Linked DNA regions of Rattus norvegicus: region 1 is linked to region 2. The links are chromatin contacts, called in public Hi-C maps. All regions are on one chromosome and are shown on one strand. Each heading gives the region's core, a stretch centred on a gene start, on an enhancer-like site or on the middle of the called end of the contact. The rest is flanking DNA. Distances are from core to core; before and after follow the strand shown.

The links. Hi-C and Micro-C count contacts between places; a contact is called where the count stands out from the background.
Region 1: a Hi-C map of liver shows a contact between it and region 2, with 2.2 times the contacts expected there. The contact joins the promoter of Insr here to the enhancer-like site in region 2. A contact is called at or near these places in 3 of 12 Hi-C or Micro-C datasets (frontal cortex, liver and psoas muscle).

The regions. Positions count from the first base shown.
Region 1 is chr12:6,125,449-6,130,544 of GRCr8, reverse strand. Insr (insulin receptor) reads left to right here and starts at 1,742. Exons shown (of 22, transcript NM_017071.2): 1 at 1,742-2,189. The coding sequence starts at 2,090.
Region 2 is chr12:6,023,528-6,028,416 of GRCr8, reverse strand. Insr (insulin receptor) reads left to right here. Exons shown (of 22, transcript NM_017071.2): 9 at 1-90. Among named protein-coding and RNA genes, the nearest start is that of Insr, 100 kb to the left of the region's middle. Within about 2 kb of position 2,681, at least 25 of the 93 cell types and tissues checked have an H3K27ac peak or open chromatin away from gene starts, as enhancers often do.

The DNA.
Region 1 (5,096 bases), core at 493-2,992, 100 kb before region 2:
TTTCATTATTATTGGTGTGTGTGTATGTGTGTGTGTGTGTGTGTGTGTGTGTGTGTGTGTGCATGCGTGTGTGGTGTATTATGCCAAAGGTTGACCTTGAGTGTCTTCTTCTATTGCTTGCCACTATTTATTTATTTATTTATTTATTTATTTATTTATTTATTTATTTATTTATTTATTTACAGGCATTGTCAAACCCATTGCACAGACCAGCAGCTGCCATTCGGGTCTGAATGGGCGTGGGGAGTAAAGGGTAGAGGACTCTGGACTGCACATATTCGTAAGGCCCAGACAGGGTTAGCTCCTCTTCAAGGTGGTTGAGCGGGGCTGTTTTCTTAGACACACAGCCACCTACTGGTATGTGTGTTGAAAATGGAATATGTCTGCCCTGATCCTATATGAAGTTTCTACCGTTGTTCTAGACGCCTTGTTATGTTCTTCTCGGAGTCATTTCTTTATTGATTTCTGCTGGAATTCAGCGCTGGGTGGAGGGGCTCAGGCCAGGGAGCACAGGCTGCCTGCGTTGTGGACACGTGGCTCTGGCCTGGAGGCTGGTGCAGCCACGCTGCTGGGCGGGAGCTCACTGGGGAGGGAACTTGTTGGGCTCCCACTAGCTCCTAGACAGAGCAAGGGTTGGGAGAATCCAGTAAGGCATTAGGAGCAGAGGTTGTAAAGCGAAACAGAATCAAGAGTAAAGAATTAAACTGAATTCCCCACGGGAGTCAAAAAGTAGTAAAAAGAGTAAAGAAAGTCAAGGTCTGCTTGGTCGAATCTGGCATCTGGGGGCATATTGGCGCTCCCACGTTGTGATCAGAGACTCGAGGCTATAGAGCTGTTTGGGATGTTCATGCCCTGAGGAATCTGAGGGGGGCATTTCCAGGCTTTTAAATTGTTATTTCGGGACCATTTGGGGTGTCCGAACCAGGAGGAGATCTAGAGTGAGCTCCAGACCTTTAAATTGGAACCTCGGTGTTATTTGTGTTTGCTGCAGTCTGGAGGTGACCTGGGGGCGTCCCTAGGCTTTTACATTGGAACCTCAGGCCTGTTAGTGGTTTTCGCGTTAGGAGGGGATCTGGGGCTCCCTAGGCTTTAATATATTTGGTTGTGAGCCTAGCCTTTAACGGCTGAGCCATCTCTCCAGCCCTCCCTAGGCTTTTAAATAGGAACCTTGGAACTCTTTGGGGGCAGCTCCCGACGTCTGACAGGGGAGTCTCAGAGTTGTTTGGGTGTTTATGTCAGACTGGTATCTGAGAACACTTACAAGCTTTTTTTTTTTTTTTTTTTGGTTCTTTTTTTCGGAGCTGGGGACCGAACCCAGCACTTACAAGCTTTTAAATCGTAACCTTTCTAAATCGGCAGTTCGGGGTGTGTGGATTGGAAGAGTCTGGGGTGCACGCCGGGCCTCTGAAGTTGGGGGCTCCACAGGAGGAGTCGAAGAGGCGACTGGGCGAGCGGGCAAAGGGGCGAGAAGGCGTGGCATTGCCAGCTCTGGCCACGCCTCCCAGAGCTCCGCTGGCTTGTCTCTCCCTACCCCACCCCCCCCCCCCCCAGCGGGCCTCACTTGTGCGCGCAGTCCCTTCCCTGCCTTAATCCGCGCCACCTTTTCCCTTGGCCCGCGCGGGCCCAGCTGACGGGCCGCGTTGTTTACTGGCCGGAGTCGAGCCCTAGCTCCCGCCGCCGCCACCAGCCCAGGTGCCCTCCCGTGCGCGCGTCCCTCTGTCTCAGACTCCACACAACGCGACCCACCCAGAGCTGCGCGGAGAGGAGAAACGGGAGACCCGGCCAGGGGACGCACCTTGGTGAGCTCTGGACTCTGCGATTGCGGACACAGGACCGGGCCTGGGTGACCCGGGGTTGTAGTCTGCGGGCCGCGCCACAGTGTTGCTTGCAGCCGAGGCCTGTGTGCTCTTCCCAGGACTGTCCCCAGGGCCCTCTAGGCTGGAGATCTGCGGCCCGTAAGCCACCGGCGTGGAAGAGAAGGACGTGCGGCCCCTAGCGCCTGCCTCTCCAGCGACCTTCTCGCGGAGTATGTCCCCAGTGGGCCGGCGTGGCGTGCTCTGATCGCCGGGGTCCCAGCGCTCCTACTGCTATGGGCTCCGGGAGAGGATGTGAGACGACGGCGGTGCCGTTGCTGATGGCCGTGGCCGCGTTGCTGGTGGGCACAGCCGGCCACCTGTACCCTGGAGAGGGTAAGTCTGGCACACGGGGCGATCACAGTGTGTCAGGGACACTCCTCCCACCGCCCCAGCTAACCTAGAGCCCTCACCCTAAGGAGTGAGGGTCGAGGACACCCCCTCTCCACTGCCACAGCCCACATAGAGAACTCTCCCTTTGGGCTGAGTAATGGACACCCTTCCCATCGCTCCATACAACTTAAGAGCACCAACTCCCCCATAAAGGACTCAGGGCACCCATTTCACCACCCCAGCAAGATAGTCCTAAGGACTGAGAGTTATGGACATTTCTCTTCCTCGGCCAACCTAGACCTCCCTCTCCAAGGACTTAGGTTGAGGACTCCCCTAGTGTCCTTGTGTCTATGAAGAGTCCCCTCCCTAGTGAGTGATTACCTTTCCCCTGGGGAAGGGGGAAAAGTGGGCTTGGTGGCCCTGGTCCTGCGTGAAGCCGGCTGACCTTGGCCTTTGCCCGCTGGGTTTGTGGCTCTGTACCCCGCGTATGCCCATCTCGGGTCTGAGGAACCTTGCCCCAGTGCCCGCCCAGCCTTCCGCTGTCTGTCCCCAGTGCACCTCTCAGTCGTGTCTGTTCTTTTCTCTAAACCCAAATCTGCCCTCCGAGGCTCTTTGGGGTTGCCTTAAGTAAGTATGGTTACTGGGGTGCAACAGATTCAGACACCTGAGCAGTTTAAACGCAAAGTCCGGGGTATCCTCATCGATGGAGAAGCGACCCTTTGTGTATAATAAGTTCATGGCTGCCGTGTTTATAAGTTTCTACTTTCAGATGTCTAGAGGCAAAGTCTACATACCTTTGGCCCCACAGCAATCATAGTAACAGTAGGGGTAGCTTTCAGGATGGTTATAATTAGAATGATTATGAGTCTCCAGGCTGGTTTGCCCTAGAACCTCCCAGTGTTCCCCTGAGGCCAAAAGTGTTGCACACCCATTTCACAGAGGGCTAAACTGAGGTTCAGTTAGCGTGCTAAACTCACTCGTTCAGAGGCTGGTCTTATACTTCTGTGCTTGGTTATGGCCAAGGCAGGAGGATAGCCAGTTGCTTGTGGCAAGCCCAGCTATTGATTGAGTTTGAGGCCAGCCTGGGCTAGGTTAGGCACTGTTTGAAAAAAAACAAAAAAAAAAAAAAAAAAAACAAAAAAAATGCAGTGACAAATGCCTTTTGAGTTACTGGTTCAGCTTTCTCTGAAAATGGAAATTAATTACCAGGAGGAAGGGGTCCAGGAGAGAAGGAATTGCAGCTCCTTTGTGAATGAGGGAGGTGTGCGTATTAGGGGGGAGACTGCAGGATTCTGGAACAGATTGGGTTGAGCTTATGGAGTGGATCTGTTAACCTGGTAATGAGGTCCCCAGCATCTGATATACAGAAGGTGCTCAATGAAGGATGGCCATTGATTTGGGGTGTGTGTGTGTGTGTGTGTGTGTGTGTGTGTGTGTGTGTGTGTGTTTGCAGACGCCCTAGGTTGACTTTGGGTGTTTGTCTCTGTCACTCTCGACCTTGTGTTTTGAGACAGGGTCTCTCAATGAACCTAGAGTTTGCTGATTTGACTGTACTGTGTAGTCGGTGAGCCCCAGCCCTCCCGTACCTCCTTTTGTCACTAGGGTTATAGATGTGTCCTGAAGTGCTGGCTTTTATGTGTGTGTGTGGTTGGATCTGAACTCAGGTTCCGATGTTTGGGCAGCAAGGGTTTTCACTTAATGAGCCTTCTCCCCAGTCCATGGTTTGGGTTCTCATTAAGGAAATCTAAGAATTGTTAACATCTACACTGCTCCCTGGGGCTCTTTGGGATTGCCTTAGGGAAGTAGGGGTATGTTGTATGTGTGGCTGTGCACTCGGGCACCTAGTGTCGTCCCTTGAGTTCTGTTTTTACATTCTTTTGGTAATTAATTGTTCGTCTGTGCCTGGATTTCCTGAGTTCAGAAAACAGAGCTTCTGTGGCTTTGTATACCTGCAGGGTTCGCGAGGACGGGGCCTGGTGTTTGTTCCTCACTGATGTTAGAACCTCAGCAGTGCTGGACACGTAGTAGGTGCACATAAATGTTTGTTCCCTACTGGTACACAGAGGACTTGTGCAGTGAGCCTACTGGGTGTATGGCCAGAGTGTAGTGCTCCCCGTGTGCGCACGAAGTCCCTGGATTTCATCCCTAAACTCACAGAAACCGTGTGTCTGCCTGTCATCATAGCAGTCTGAAGATATAGGCAGGTCTATCAGGGGTTCAAGGTCACCCTGGGCTCCGTAGTGGGTTTGAGGCCAGCCTGGGCTACAGGAGACCCAAACGACAATAAATATGATCTCGTGAGTCCTTCCCGCACCTCTTCAGAGCCTCTGGCTTTTGCATGGGAAGAAAGGACAGGACTATAAAGGTAGCTGACTGGCCGCTTGCCTACGACGGCAGTTACTTGCTGCTTACTGGGTTTCTTGTTTCCTTACTTTTAAATTAAATTAATTAAATAGTGGATTAATTAATCTCTCTCGAGACCAGGTATGTGTAGCCTAGGCTGGTTTGTGTAGACCAGGTTGCCCTCTAACTCACAGAGACCTGCCTGCTTCTGCCCCAGGAGTGCTGGGTTTAAAGTCATGTATCATTATGCCCAACTTTATTTATTAAAATTGAGCGTATGGAGAGGGGAGCATGCATATGTCACAGTGTAGGGAATAGAGGACAGCTTGCAGGAGTCAGTTCTCCAATGGGTTCTGGAGATTGGAATCAGGTCCTGAGGCTTGGCAGCAACCGCTGTTACCCATCTCCCTTGACCTTGTACTGGATTTCTTAATAAACACTTGCTCTTTTGCATTGGAACCTCCCCGCCCCTGCTTTGGGGGTGATCGTTAACAAAAATCCTATCAAATAAAAGAGTCGTGATGCCTCTCAGTGGCTTGGTGTAGGCCAAGGAGCTTTCTAGAGCAT
Region 2 (4,889 bases), core at 1,432-3,931:
ACCCCAATGGCAACATCACACACTACCTGGTCTACTGGGAGAGGCAGGCGGAGGACAGCGAGCTGTTCGAGTTGGATTATTGTCTCAAAGGTGAGCGCAGGCTACTGTAATGGACGTCGTTGTACCTCGACTCTCTTGTGGAGACACAGATCTTTTTTCCTGTTTCCCAGGATGTGTACACATGCACACGTGTACGCACATACATGTGCACACATGCACCTACTCCATTCTGTCTCACATAAGACACACTTACGTGTGTGCGTACATGTATGCACTGTGTGTAGATGTGTATGGGTGTGTAGTTTTGTGTGTGCGTGTGTATGTAGAGGTTGGAGAATAACTCTGGTATGTCCAAAAATGCTGTACATTTTGTTTCTATTTTTTTTTTTTTTTGCTTGGTTTTGAGACAGTCTCCTGAAGCCAAGCTGGTCTCAAACTCACTATGTAGCTGAGGAAGATAGTGGATTTCTTGCACCTCCTGCCTCTACCTCCTAAGTGTTGGGATTACATGACTATACCACAACGCCTGGTTTACACAGCGCTGGGGACTCAAACCTAGGGCTGTATGGATGCTAACACTCTACAACAGGGATGCACCCTCAACCCATTTTTTTTTTAAGATTTATTCATTTATTTTATGTATGAGTACACTGTCACTGTCTTCAGACACCAGAAGAGGGGGCCAGATTCCATTACAGATGGTTGTGAGCCACCATGTGGTTGCTGGGAATTGAACTCAGGACCTCTGGAAGAGCAGTCAGCACTCTTAACTGCTGAGCCATCTCTCCAGCCCCAACCCATTTCTCTTAATTAAAAGTATTTTTATTCCATTCATTCATTCATTCATTCATTCATTCATTCTCTTTGTGGGCACACATGTGCCATGGCATGTCTGTGGAGGTCAGAAGACAGCTTACAGGAGTCTGTTTTCTTGTCAGCCATGTGGGTCTCAGGGATCAGACTCAACGGGTCAGGCAGGGAGTCAAGCTCTTGACCTGCTGAGCCATCCCACTACCCCCTCCTTCTTAAAAAATTCAGCACTGAGCATTGGAGCCAGTGCCCCAGGCACATGAGGAGATGCTCTACCACCGAGCGACAGCTCAGTCCTCACCTTGTGGGTTTCTATTTCTATTTTTATTTGATTTGATCTTACTAGCCTGGGCAGACTAAGCAGGCCAGTCTAGCTAGTGAGTGACCCTCAAGAATCCTCCTGTCTCCACCTCCCTATTGCTGGGATTATAAGTATACCAAAACCATAACCAGCTTTTTATGTGGGTTCTGGGGATGCCAAATTCAGGTCCTCACACTTGCCTGCATTTAGTGTTTGAGCCATCTCCTCAGTGTGGGCACGTGCATGGGTCTTCACACTTGTATGCATGTGCGCACACACACACCATTAGACATTATACATGGACTCACAACACTTACCATCTTCATTCGCCATAGCAAACACATATCTTTAGATATTGTCCAAGGATCAAGGATCTATATTTGCAATTTCTCCAGTGTAAACAGACGTTTTTAGGCATTGCCCATGGATCCATCCTCACTTTCTCCCTAGTGCACACACATCTTAGACACTGTACATGGATTCATGCTCTGGGAGGTGGTGGGAGTTGCTGAAAACCTGATACATCCAAAGCCCTGGGTTTAGTCCCCAGGACTGCAAGTCAAACAAGTAAAACATGCTCAATGCTTCATTCAGCTATGAGCCTCACAGAGCACAAACATAAATATGTAAGTCTGAGTAGTGAGTGCTTCATCACATCTTTGTGATGGAAACATTCAAAAGCTTTTCATTATTGGTTGTAGAGGCTGGTGTGTGTGTGTGTGTGTGTGTGTGTGTGTGTATGTGTGAGTGTGTATGTAAGTCTGTGTGTGAGTGTGTGTGTGTGTGAGTTTGTGTATGGGTGTGTGTGTGTATGAGTGTGTGAGTATGAGTATGTGTGAGAGTGTGTGAGTATGAGTGTGTGTGAGTGTGTGTGTGAGTTTGAGTGTGTATGTGAATGTGTTTGTGTCTGCGCGTGCGCGCATGTTTGTCCTGGAGTTGCCTTGCATGGTCACTATATTGTATATTATATATTTCAAAGTAACTTAAAAGTGGGTTATCAAAAAGAAAATAGGGGGGGCTGGGGATTTAGCTCAGTGGTAGAGCGCTTACCTAGGAAGCGCAAGGCCCTGGGTTCAGTCCCCAGCTCCGAAAAAAAAGAACCAAAAAAAAAAAAAAAAGAAAAAAGAAAATAGGGGTATCAATATGGCTCAGTGGATAGAGGTGCTTGCTGCTAACCCTGATGATTTGAGTCGGATCCCTATACAGTGCAAAGAGAGAGCTTACTTCCAAAAACTATTATCTGACCTCTACCCACCCTGGCAGGCAGGCAGGCAGGCAGGCAGGCACGCACGCACGCACGCACGCACGCGCACACACACACACACACACACACACACACACACACACAAAACACTAAATTTATTAAACCAGAGATAAGGTGAAGATTTGCTGTTCTTTTAGTTGATGGATTTTGTCTCTGATTCATTTTCAGTTAGCACTGTCCTGTGACCTTGTAGAAGCAGGCCAAGGGGGCTGCTGGAGAGGTGTGGCTGAGGTCTGTGCCTGGATCCACCCCTGGCCTGGTGTCTGGTTTTGGCTAAGTCACGCAGCAAGTAGTCTGTCTCCTTTTGTGGAAAGGGGCGGAGGACGGATGATTCCTGGGAACGGTCCCAACGCTAAGATCATGTGCTATATGCATGCCTGTGACATCATCCCTGCCTGGCCAGGATCACCAACTTGGTTTATCTCCTGCATACTTTATATAACTTGAGAGCAAGTCCAGTCCTGGGCTCAGCTCTGACTCGTTGGCTCTGCATCTGAGTACAGGAAACCACCAGCCAGCCACAGCTGCACTTTTTGTTTGTTTTGTTTAAAACACAAAACAGTAACTTAAAAAGGTTTGATTGTGCTGTTGTTTGGTCTTAAACAAGGTTTCACGTGGCCCAGGGTGGCCTTAAACTCACAATGCACCCCAAGGATGACCCTGATCAACCTGTCCCTGCCGATGGGGTGTTAGTTAGGATGGCAGGTGATCTCCACTATGCCAGGGTGACTGCAGCAAACTACATTCCGTAAATGGAAATCGTTCTTACGAAGGCTGAGGGTATAGCTTACTCAGTAGAAAGTTTCCCAGCATTCAGGAAGTCCTGGACTCCATTCCCTGCACCATATAGACCCAGTGTAGGGGTCAGCCCTGTCACTGCAGCATTTGGAAGGTGGAAGCAGGAAGGTTGGGCATTTAATGTCATCCCTACCTACGTAGCAAGTTTGAGTCCTTTCTAAGGTATCTGAGACCTTGTCTTAAAACAAAACCAAAATCACCTTATATCCATGAATACCACAAGTGATATGTGAACATCACAGAATTTATTTGCACATGTGTGTGTATAGAGGCATATGCATTTCTACTTGTGTGTTTGGAGTCTGACTGAGCCCTCTCCCAGTATGCACGCACACCTTCGTAACTGTTCCACACAGTTCCGCACTCTTCTGGAAGCATCCATAGGGCTTTCTTTGAGGTTGATGTCAGGTGTCTTGCTCTGTGGTTCCTTGCTTTTTGAGGCAGGGTTTTTCATTGACCCTCATGCTCACCCATTTGGCCGAAGGGGCTGGCCAGCGAGTTCCAGGGATCCCCTTGTCACTACTTTCACAGCACTGAAGAGTAAGATGTGTGTTATTATGTTTGGTTTTGATGTGGGCACTAGGGATTAAACTCAGGTCCTCATGCTTGCATGGCAGTCAAGTCACCCACTGCGCCATTTAACCAGCCGGCAGAGCTTACACTAAGGAGGCTTAAAAATAGTTGAGTATGGAGCCCATTTTTGGAGGAAGTAGAACACCAGTGTTGAATGAGGACAGAACTTCGGTTTAGACGAGAAAGTTCTGGAAATGGGTAGAGACAATGGTGCCACCCTGTAAATAGACGGTGCCACGAACTCCATACCCACACATGGTTTCAATGGTGCCATTTTATGTGATGTTTATTTAACCATAATTTTGATAATACATATAATAAATGACCAGTAGTACCTTCCTATGACTATCACAATTTGGTTTTATTTTTAATTGTGGTGATTTTGGAGCTGAGAAAATGATGCTGGGTAAAACGTTTGCTGTACAAATGGCATGACCTAAGTTTGGATCCCCAACACCCATGAAGAAAAAAGCTGGCTTTGATGACATGCGTCTGTAACCATCACACTGGGGAGGCAGAGACAGGCAGATCGCTGGTCAGCTAGCCTAGCACCGTGAGTCCATGTCTAGTGAGAGACTCTCTCTCAGTGACTAAGATGGGGGACTGGCAAGGCATATCCGTGGGTAAACGTATTTGCTTACAGATTAATCAGTGAAAACCACGTGTTAGAAGAAGGAAATAGATTCCAGAAAGTCATCCTATGACATCCACATGTGCACCCTGGCTTGCTCCCTCCCCTCCCTCATAAAATTAATGTACTGCTACTACTACTACTACTACTAGGAAGAAGAAATGACTACAAAAGACACTTGGCATCATGTATTTTCTGACATGGGTGAGAGCACACAGTTAACACATACACACAGAATGCACACAGACACACACAGCAACTTTGGAGCTCCTGGTAATATAAAACTGTAATTCGACTCTTTGGGAAGATGAGGAATGAAGGGAGAGCGTCTAGCCCAATCTAAGGTGCATATGTTCACATGCAAGTACACATGTGACCCACAGGTGTATTTGGGCACACACACATGTACAAGTGTATGTATACATATGTATATACACACACAAATAATGCCTGTGGGCCAACTGGATAACAAAGTGAAGCTTGTCTCAAACACATGAGGTGGGAACCATGAA